Regions from separate parts of the Gossypium hirsutum genome. Here region 1 is linked to region 2. Evidence: chromatin contacts called from public Hi-C data. All regions are on one chromosome and are shown on one strand. The core of a region is the stretch at or near the end of the contact, and the rest is flanking DNA. Distances in the headings are between cores, read along the strand shown.

Evidence for each region. Hi-C and Micro-C count contacts between places; a contact is called where the count stands out from the background.
Region 1: a contact with region 2 is called in a Hi-C map of leaf, with 2.2 times the contacts expected there. The contact joins the promoter of LOC107945971 here to the promoter of LOC107926830 in region 2. A contact is called at or near these places in 2 of 34 Hi-C or Micro-C datasets (both in leaf).

Annotation. Positions count from the first base shown.
Region 1 is chrD11:59,139,908-59,145,119 of Gossypium_hirsutum_v2.1, forward strand. It overlaps LOC107945971 (probable serine/threonine-protein kinase WNK9), which reads left to right and starts at 1,655. Exons shown (of 7, transcript XM_041104597.1): 1 at 1,655-2,138; 2 at 2,251-2,288; 3 at 2,474-2,701; 4 at 2,816-3,036; 5 at 3,234-3,391; 6 at 3,485-3,923; 7 at 4,010-5,119. The coding sequence starts at 2,061. The coding sequence ends at 5,031.
Region 2 is chrD11:58,785,907-58,790,920 of Gossypium_hirsutum_v2.1, forward strand. LOC107926830 (probable ribose-5-phosphate isomerase 3, chloroplastic) reads left to right here and starts at 3,712. Exons shown (of 1, transcript XM_016857765.2): 1 at 3,712-4,731. The coding sequence starts at 3,712. The coding sequence ends at 4,557. It also overlaps the pseudogene LOC107926831.

The DNA of each region.
Region 1 (5,212 bases), core at 405-2,904, 350 kb after region 2:
TTACAAGAGAACTCACTTTAGTATTTTATTTAATTTTTCGTTTCTTTTAATTATTGAGTTTGTATTATTTATCAAATCATTCAAAAATGATAAGAAAAATGAATGTTTGTTGACTTTGTTAACGTGACATCTACACGGTAGCCCATGTGTATGCTATGTCAGTAAAGATAATAAACGTTAACATTTTATTTATTTTAAGGTGATTTGACAAATAATATAAATTTAAATAAAAAAATATAAATAAGTGGTAAATGAGCCTTTATAATGCTAAATCGAAGAGTAGTTAGCATTTAGCAAATTAGAGGAAGCCACCCTCCTATTAAAGCTATCCCTCAAAGTTGCAAATGGCAAAGTCAGATATATAGCAAGTTCAAGCCCTTTATTTTTTTAATAATTTCTTTTTTTTCTCTAAAATTCTCAACACAAAAATGGTGTGTTGGGGAGATTTATCCTATCCTTGTTTGCTTATATTTGGTGTTTATCACAAACTCATGAATTCTTTGTTTGTCCGAATATTAAAAATCAAATTCACAAAAAAGTAAATCCACCATTATTGATTCAAATATATGATTGGATATCTTATTTGACGGTAAATATTAAGTTTGTCCAATGTTCAGCATGAACAAATGTTTTAAGATTCTAATATGATTTCATTGGATCTAACTTATTTTCTATTAACCAAAAATAATAACATCGTTACGATTATAAAATCATAATTTTAATAATGTACCTAACCCATATATACATGTGTGGCTCAGTTTTAAAAGCTAATTTTGTTTTTTTTCCCTTTGATTTTGTACATAAATTAAATTGAAGGTTGGTGAATATTAGAATATGTGATCAATAGAAAAATGGGTACTTAATGATTTTTAAAAGAAAAATATAGAAAAGGGAAAAAAAAGTTGGCTAGATAACTTTTTTAAATCTTCAACTGAATTAGAACAGAGTTGGATAACATTAGAGGAAGAGGGGGATAAGATGGGAGGTGCCGGAAGGGAAATTGATAAAGGTGAATATTATTGCAACTGTGGGAGTTGGCTCGTTAGTTGCTGGGGGGGGGGTGGCCAAGTGGCCAAGGACAATGGGGGACATTGGCTGAGGGGGTTCTCCCGTGAGTTAGGGATTTGTCTAGTGCTGGCAGCTGAGTTATAGAAGGCTTTTAAGGGAGTTAAACTAGCACGGACTAAAAGGGTTAAAAAGATTATCTTAGAGATGAATTGTATAAAGACAATTAACATGTTGAATGGTCAGATTCGATATTAAAATTTATCATGAGAATAAATGTTAAATGAAAAGTCTTTGACGAATCTTATTATGTGGTGCATGGCATTGTGGTGACTGAGACTCTCAATTCAATGATAAAATTTTTCCTCTTGAAAAAAAATATTTAAGAAATATGGAGTTTTTATTGGTGGTTAGGTAAAAGGTTGGAGCTTGGTATGGGAGACACAGGGAGTTAGAATGTTAGATCTTACACAGTTTTGACAAAGTAGCAGTTGTTTATTTGGATTATTTAATGTCCAAATTGTAACATATGTATGTGATAAAAACTGGAACATGAAACAGGTTTGAGCATCAAACTTCAAAGGTGGGGTCATTGTTTTCTAATGAATTAAATTACCTTGAAATTTTTAACATTTTCTTTTCTTAAGATTTATTTCACTTGTTTGTCATGTTCTTTCATGGGGGTGTTTTTTTTCATTTTTTATGCATCCCCTCAAGAAAAAGTGGCAGGTTTTGCCCAAAAACTCGTCTTTTAACTCAAAAACTCTCTCTTTGCTCCTTTTCATGCGAGTAATTCTTCATTTCTTTCATCTTTCTTTTTCTCTCTCTTTCCCTTCCCCCCTCCTCTCTCTCTCTCTCGCTCTCCAAAAAGGCTACAGAAAAGTTGTTTTTATTTATTTATATTTGTATGAAAAAACCACAAAATTTCCCCTCATTTCTTGCCCAGTTTACAACGAGAAATCTTTGTTTTAACAAGGAAAAGGAAGAAAATAAAGGATAACATAAACACAAAATAAATTTATTCCTTTTTTATTACAATTTTTAATCTTTTGAGTATGAATGGTCTTTTACATCTTGAAGAACCAGATTGTTCTGAGTTTGTTGAAGTTGATCCAACTGGAAGATATGGCAGAGTATTCATAAATTAACTTTCTTTTTCCTTTTTTTTTTTAGTTTTGAGTTGAAGTTTTTGATTCTTATACCTTCTTTGTATTGTCCTTTTTCCTTTCTTTCTTTTGTTTGCAGTACAATGAAATCCTTGGAAAAGGAGCTTCAAAGACAGTGTATGGTTCAAAACTCAAATATTTTCCCATTTTTTTTCAATACCCAGTCTATATTTCTTCATTATATTTGCTTCTGTGCATCCTCTTTTCTTTTTCTTTTTTACAGAATTTGAGCTCCATTTGATATTTCCAATGAAGTGTTTTTTGGGGGGGGGCATAACATATATGGTTGATGTTTATTGCAGTTATAGAGCATTTGATGAGTATGAAGGGATTGAAGTTGCTTGGAACCAAGTCAAACTTTATGATTTTCTTCAAAGCCCTGAAGATCTTGAAAGACTGTATTGTGAGATTCATCTCCTTAAGACATTGAAGCACAAGAATATTATGAAGTTCTATACTTCTTGGGTTGACACCGCCAATAGGAACATTAATTTTGTCACTGAAATGTTCACTTCTGGAACTTTAAGACAGTAAGAAAAAAACATGTCCAAAATCTGTGTTTTTTAATGTTAAAAATATGGCTTCTTTTGGTGTTGTTTATTAGATGTTTGATATTTTGTTTATGATGGGGGATCCCCTTGCAGGTATAGGCTAAAGCATAAGAGAGTGAACATTAGAGCAGTGAAGCATTGGTGTAGGCAGATCTTGAGAGGCCTTCTTTATCTCCATAGCCATGATCCCCCTGTGATTCATAGAGATCTTAAATGTGACAATATTTTTGTCAATGGCAACCAAGGAGAAGTTAAGATCGGCGATCTCGGCCTTGCTGCGATTCTCCGCAAATCTCATGCTGCTCATTGTGTTGGTATGTTTTATCTTAACCAATTTTCGGGTTAACTTGAACTGAACTTAAACTTTGGTTGACTCATAGAAATGATTTCAGTACGAAACAATAGACTGTCTTATCTTGTTTGAGAAATATTGAACTTTTCGAGTTGGGGGGGAGGGGGTTGATTCAATAAAATGGAAAGTCACCATTTTTGGGGCTTGCTTTTTCCTCAGGAACACCAGAGTTTATGGCTCCAGAGGTTTACGAAGAAGCCTACAATGAATTAGTTGACATTTATTCGTTCGGAATGTGCATTTTAGAAATGGTTACTTTCGAGTATCCTTATAGCGAATGCACCCATCCGGCTCAAATCTACAAGAAAGTTATCTCCGTAAGGGCTTTTCACTTTGCTTGACTTGCTTTCTCGCTTTGTTTCATCTGCTGGAATGACCGAATTTTCATTAACACGCGTTCTTATTTTTAGGGTAGAAAACCAGATGCTTTGTATAAAGTTAAGGATCCGGAAGTCCGACAATTTGTTGAGAAATGTTTGGCAACTGTGTCTTTGAGGCTATCTGCGAGAGAGTTGTTAAATGACCCTTTTCTACAGATTGATGATTGTGAATATGATTTGAGACAACTAGAATATGGGAGGGAACTTGATGAAGTTGGTCCTCTCATTAGGCTACCGGATCTCGAGTTTCATCACAATAGTAGTTCTTATAGTAACGGATACAAGAATGGTTATGGTTACGAAACACCAAATGAATGGGGGTATCATCCTGCTGAAATTGAACCAAGTGGAATCGAGCTTTTTAAATATCAAGAGGATGAACATGCTGCAAATGTAGACATAAGCATCAAGGGGAAGATGGGAAATGATGGTGGTATCTTTTTGAGACTTCGGATTGTCGATAAAGAAGGTTAGGAACATATTTCATCCGTTCTTGTCAACTTTTTCTTTGTGGAGATCTGACTTGAACTTTCTCCTTTTTTTGTCAACTTGCAGGTCGTATTAGAAACATATATTTCCCATTCGATGTTGAAACTGATACAGCATTGAGTGTTGCTACTGAAATGGTTTCAGAATTGGATATCACTGACCAAGATGTGACTAAAATAGCCGATATGATCGATGGAGAAATTGCTTCCTTAGTACCTGGTTGGAGACGAGGGCCGGGAATTGATGAATCACCGCGCTTTTCGAATCAGAACTTTTGTCACAATTGTGCTTCGAACCGTACATCTACCGGCTCCCTCTTAGATTTTTTGACACATAATGGAGGTGTCAAAGACTCGCGAGTTCTTCAGTGTTGTAGAACTGGATGTGCTTCAATGCATGGCCGGTTTGAAGAGATTACTTTTCAAGTTGAGGAATCCGAGCATTGTGTGACAGATGGTGCACCGAACGAGTCAAGCCAGTCGGACAATTTGCATTACCAGGAAATATGGGATCAGCACGAAAATCATGAACTTAGACAGAGAAATTCAGACGAAGAGTTTGATAAATCAGATCAATCATTCTTGGCAAATGGTGATAAAGAAGTTAGAGAAGAAAAGAAAATCCAATCTCCTAACAGAAATTCAATCCAATGTTTGACAAGCTCTCGGTCTTTCTCTGAAGTTCATTCATTATACTGTGATCTCTCCGACAATTACGAGAATGAAGTCCAACAGGAACTGAGATGGCTTAAAGCAAAGTACCAGATGGAATTAAGAGAACTTAGAGATCAACAACAATTAGGAATTGTATCAGACTCTTCAAACTGCAGTAACAAAGCCAAGAACAGGAACAATGACATTCCGCCATTATCGACTTTTGCCCCTAACAAGCATTTTAACTCAGATTTCCATGATAATAAGAATAAGAGGTGCCCCGATTCAGCTAACCGAGGGGGCCGGTATCGCAAACCGGCAGAATCTCCAAGAGTTAAGGAGATGGTCACTGCTCAAAATTTCTGTACTGGATCACTGCTTCCACAATCTCTTCATAGAACAACTTCCCTTCCAGTTGATGCTGTTGATATATAATGTAAGACTCTGCATTCTTTTGAACATTTCTCTACATTTTTAGAGGCTGAAATAATATGAAATCAACCCCTTTTTATTTTTTGGTCCATCAATGTTCAATCCAATTAGTTTTTCTCTATAATATCATACAAAAACCGACATCTTTGCCGTCTTATAATGTTGAACTTCCAGTGATGGAGAT
Region 2 (5,014 bases), core at 2,462-4,961:
ATTTTATTAGAAAAAAAAAGAAAGAAAAATTAGAAAAGGGAAAAGAATGAAAGTCGAAGGTAAATGGCTCAATAAGGAATAATACATTAGAGGATGACAAGAAATCTATATCAATAGGGGATGTCAATGTATTAAGACATATTGACGAGGATGTCACCATTACATCATGGAAAAAAAGACATTGTCAAGGAGGCAGAAGAAATATGGCCTCTCAGGAAAATAAAATTAGGACTAAAACACTGTAGCTAACATACACCATAGAAACACTCAAAATTGATTGAAGCGAATTGGGGATGATTTTGGATGCATTTCAAAAAGATGAGTTAGAATGTACTTTAGCTTAGAAGCTGAATGATCGAGTGGAGCACATCTCTGCACAAGCTTATGGACTAATATGATGGCATGCATACCTAGTCATTCACAATTTTTAAATGAGGAAGGGAAGCAGGTCGGAGGAGCAAGCATCATAGTTGGTCATGATGGTAATCATTGAGTCGGATATCTTTCAGTTCAGTTCATTCAATAACTAGAAGTTTGAACTTCCCTCCACAATGATAGAATCAAACTTGATTTGTAACCAAACTCAAACTGGAGTAGCTCCCTCTACTTGCCATCCATATTTCTTTCACAAGAATATGAACAAATATTTTCCAAGACAGATGAAAGAATCTTCGGAAGAGAACAGTCTGGTCTAGTCTAGTTATTAATCAAAGGAGAGTTGAATTCCACGTTCAAACATGTACAATTCCAAAACGACTGAAACAACAATTGGGTGCAACAGTTTATGCCCTCACAAATGTACCATTTTTTCCAGAATTCAGATGTTCTATATTTTTTTTCGTCAAAGTAATTCAGTAATCAAAACTAAAAGAAGAAGAAAACAAAGTAAGTGTCCCAAGCCATAAGGGTTCATTCATGTTCTTGATTTTCTCTTAGCTCCTTTCAAGGTCAATGTTCCTCAATCTTCTTCAACCCCTTCATGTCTGTCGTTTCCACCCTGCATTACAAACAAAATATCACCAGATTTAACAGTTAATATATATATATATCTGCATATATAATGGATGTCGCATCTCGTTACTGCAACAACAAGAGGAAATGCAATTATCAGATATATCTTGAGTTGCATATGCCATATGTATACGCTAAGACGATCATTAGTTTGTGCAAGGGTGATAAAATTTATGACGACATTAACCAGAAGTAAAAATATCAGGGAACATGCAGGAATTGGAATTATGGAACAGGTGATAGTCAAACTTGTATATACGCAATTCACTAACATAATAGCCAACAAATCCCTATGGAGGGGTTGATATCGTTGCTTGGTAGTGATCTAGAAACTCGCTAGTTGCTAATAAGAAGGAAAAACAGGATATGCCATATCTTATGCTACGTCAGTTGCTTTGCTAGTTATAGGCAATGCAAACAAGCTCTGGGTTCATGTAGTTTCAGAATTTTGAAAGCTCAGGTGTGAGAAAGATAATTCAATATAAAATAATCACTATTATCCCTCACTAATAACCATCACTGTATGTTCAAATCGAGTTGACATGTGACTAAAGCATGAGTTCATCCTTTGAACAATATGTAAATACTAAAATTTGTCAATGGAGTCTGGCAGTATAGAAAATGGCATAAAATGATGCAGAGAACAAGGAATTATTAAGAACTTACGTTGATCCATATAAAGCAGTCTTCTGAACTTTTGTGATTTCAGAACCCGAGTGGTTGTCTTCAATAAATATTGTCAAGCTGGTAAACATAATAAAGTACCATTAACATTAGTATGGTTAACGTGATGATCAAGACTAAACCCGGTACATTAGTGGGCAAACTATAAACGTACCTACGAACATTCTGAAACTTGACACACTTTAAGGCTACTGATTTTCCCTGCAAAAGAAGAGAGAATGATTTCTTAAAATATCCTTACAAAATAGCAGTTTTCCGACAATGAAAGACTGACAAAGAAGAGCTACCTAAAGATTGTCTGGAGATAAAACAGCAGTGTCACTTGGAGGGAAGTCATTGACATTACTACATTCAAGTACAATGAAATATCATCAGTGAAATGTTAAGCCAATCCCGAGAATGTTATAATTCAAATTACCTAAACCCCATATGTTCCCTGTTCCTAAAAAGTTTCACCGTCTTTGGACCTGCAGAAGACAATCTTCATGGTAAAATACTACAACAATCAACAACATCAAAGGTAAAATTAGTAAGGGTGGGATTCGGAACCGGTATTCAATGAGTTTGATTTCGTGATCAGATATTCAGATGCATAAATGTACAAATTAAAAGATACATATAAACATAATTAATAAAGATTTATGGGAAGATAATCATATACAAAACTTCACCTTCCTCTTCGGATCCCTTGACGTCAATGGAATGTAGTTTGACGACTTGAGTGAAAGGGATATATATATGAAGAGTTGTTCATCTGCATCACTCTCTAGATTAAAACCTTCATCTTCTCTATAACCCTAAATAATCCATGACCATAAAACTTTTAATTATTTCATAATATGCAATTCCCACAAAAGCAACTTAAGACAAGATAAATGCATTGGACAATGAAGTCAACCCTAAAGTAATAAACTAAACCATGATTTTTCCAACATAAAAAAAGTACAAATGTCTGCCTAAATAATTCAATGACAATTGACAATTAGCTAGTATTAAGGGAGTAAAAATGAAGAACAGAGAAACAAGAATAGCTTGAAGAGAGTCACCTGCTTGAGAGCATTGGACAGGGAGTGACCAGAGCTTTGGTTAAGGCATTCAACTCCAGACCAATCAATAAAGTCCAAGAGATCAACCTAATAAACAAAAAAATTCCCAATCAAGTTAAAGGTTTTAAGAATCTTTCTTGCAATTACACCAAGAAATATGTGATGAAAATTTTATATACAACATAGTAACAAACGAATCTTTTTCAATCAACCAGAAAAAAAAATCCGAAAGATAATCAGTTGCCAGATTCCTTGTTTTTCCCACTAAATTTCTCAAGTTGTTTCAGAAACCAAACAAAGGGTACAGAGACTTTATTGGAATACTCACTTGGTTTCTTTGAATTGCAGTAGCTGATTCAGCAGCCGCCATGGTTTAAGAGGTTAATGAGATTGCTGATATAAAAATTGTCTTGTGAAGGAAAAAGAACCACAAGGAGCGAGAATAATTTGAGAGAAAGTTAAAAGACAAACTTTTATAGTGCCCACTTTTAATGGTTAATCAATTCTTGGAAAAAGACGAAACTAGAAGGATGTCAGGCGCTGCCGTTTAAGTTCAAAGCCATGTTTTTGAGAGCTTTGCCTTGCTGATCAAACCAAAATGACAGTAATTTTTTTCAAATGGTCAAGAGATAATCTTTTGAGAGAAGAAAGAAGCCTCCTTTTTGAGACAATCTTCAGTATAGATATCCAATCCAAATTCTCAAACCTCCCGAGGCCCAACACCCCTCTCAAGTTCTCAAACAAACAAATTGAGTCCCCACCAACCAATAATGTAATCATCTAACCAATTAACCAACCAAATCTCAGCAGCCCCTTCTCCCTATCCTTCAATCTTTGACCTCAAGTTCTCCAAAAACCAACAAACACAGATCATATATCAAAGCAAATGCAATCCAACAGCCACTGACCACAACCTTTCATCATATCTACAACCCCATTTTCAGGCTTTCATTCCATTCACCAAAAACCAATGGCTTCCTTATCCCTCAACCTCTCCTCCCTCCACCACACCTCCACCAACCCTCTTATCCTACGCTGCACCCCTCTGAACCTACGCACCCCATCCCAGAAACCATTCTCCATTAGGTCCCAAGCCGCCCCAGTGCTTTCCCAAGATGATCTTAAAAAGCTTGCAGCTGACAAAGCAGTTGAGTCAGTCAAATCAGGCATGATCCTAGGCCTAGGAACAGGATCAACAGCAGCTTTTGTGGTCGACAAAATAGGCCAACTCCTTTCCACGGGCCAACTTTCTAACATCGTAGGTATCCCAACTTCGAAAAGAACACAAGAACAAGCTGCATCACTTAACATTCCCTTATCTACCCTTGACTTGCATCCCCGTATTGACCTTGCTATTGATGGTGCTGATGAAGTTGATCCTAACCTTGACTTGGTTAAAGGCCGAGGCGGTGCACTTTTGCGTGAGAAAATGGTTGAAGCAGCTTCATCTTCCTTCATTGTAGTAGCCGATGATAGTAAGCTAGTTTCAGGGCTTGGAGGGAGTGGTCTAGCTATGCCTGTTGAAGTTGTGCAGTTTTGCTGGAAATACAATCTAGTTAGACTGCAAGGGCTGTTTAAAGAGTTGGGTTGTGAAGCAAAGTTGAGGTTAGTAGGGGATGGTAGTGAAAAGCCTTATGTCACTGATAATGGGAATTACATTGTGGATTTGTATTTCAAGAATCCAATTAAAGATGGGTTTGGAGCTGGGAAAGAGATTTCTGCCTTGGAAGGTGTAGTGGAACATGGGCTGTTTTTAGGAATGGCTACCTCTGTCATCATTGCAGGGAAAACTGGTATAGAGGTTATGACTAAGTGAATTAAGTGTTGAGTGGAATTTACTTTGTGTGAGGGGGTAATTTGTTAAAAAAGAAAAAAAGAAAAAAAGAAAAAAAAATTTTGATTCTGTGTAGAGTGATTGCAGAATGTTGAATGATTGAGGGGATTTTAGAAATGAATTTTATTGGTTAATGAATATGTGGTTTTATGGTTATTGCTTTATCATATTTAAGATTCCAATTTTTTGTATTTTCTTGGGTTATGTTTTGGTTAAGGGATTCATTTTTTTTTGGTGAAAAAGAAGATTTAGAACATGAATAAAATGCTAATAAAGTTAGAGCCCAGACGACATTATTTGCATCGAGTTGTCAATATCCTCCTCCAGAAACTTTGGTAAATGTGAAGTTGGATCAACGAATACAACCAATTTATTCATTTCACTTCCTGTTACATTTGCTATGCAATCAGCAACCTTGTTACTTTCCTTCAAGACATGT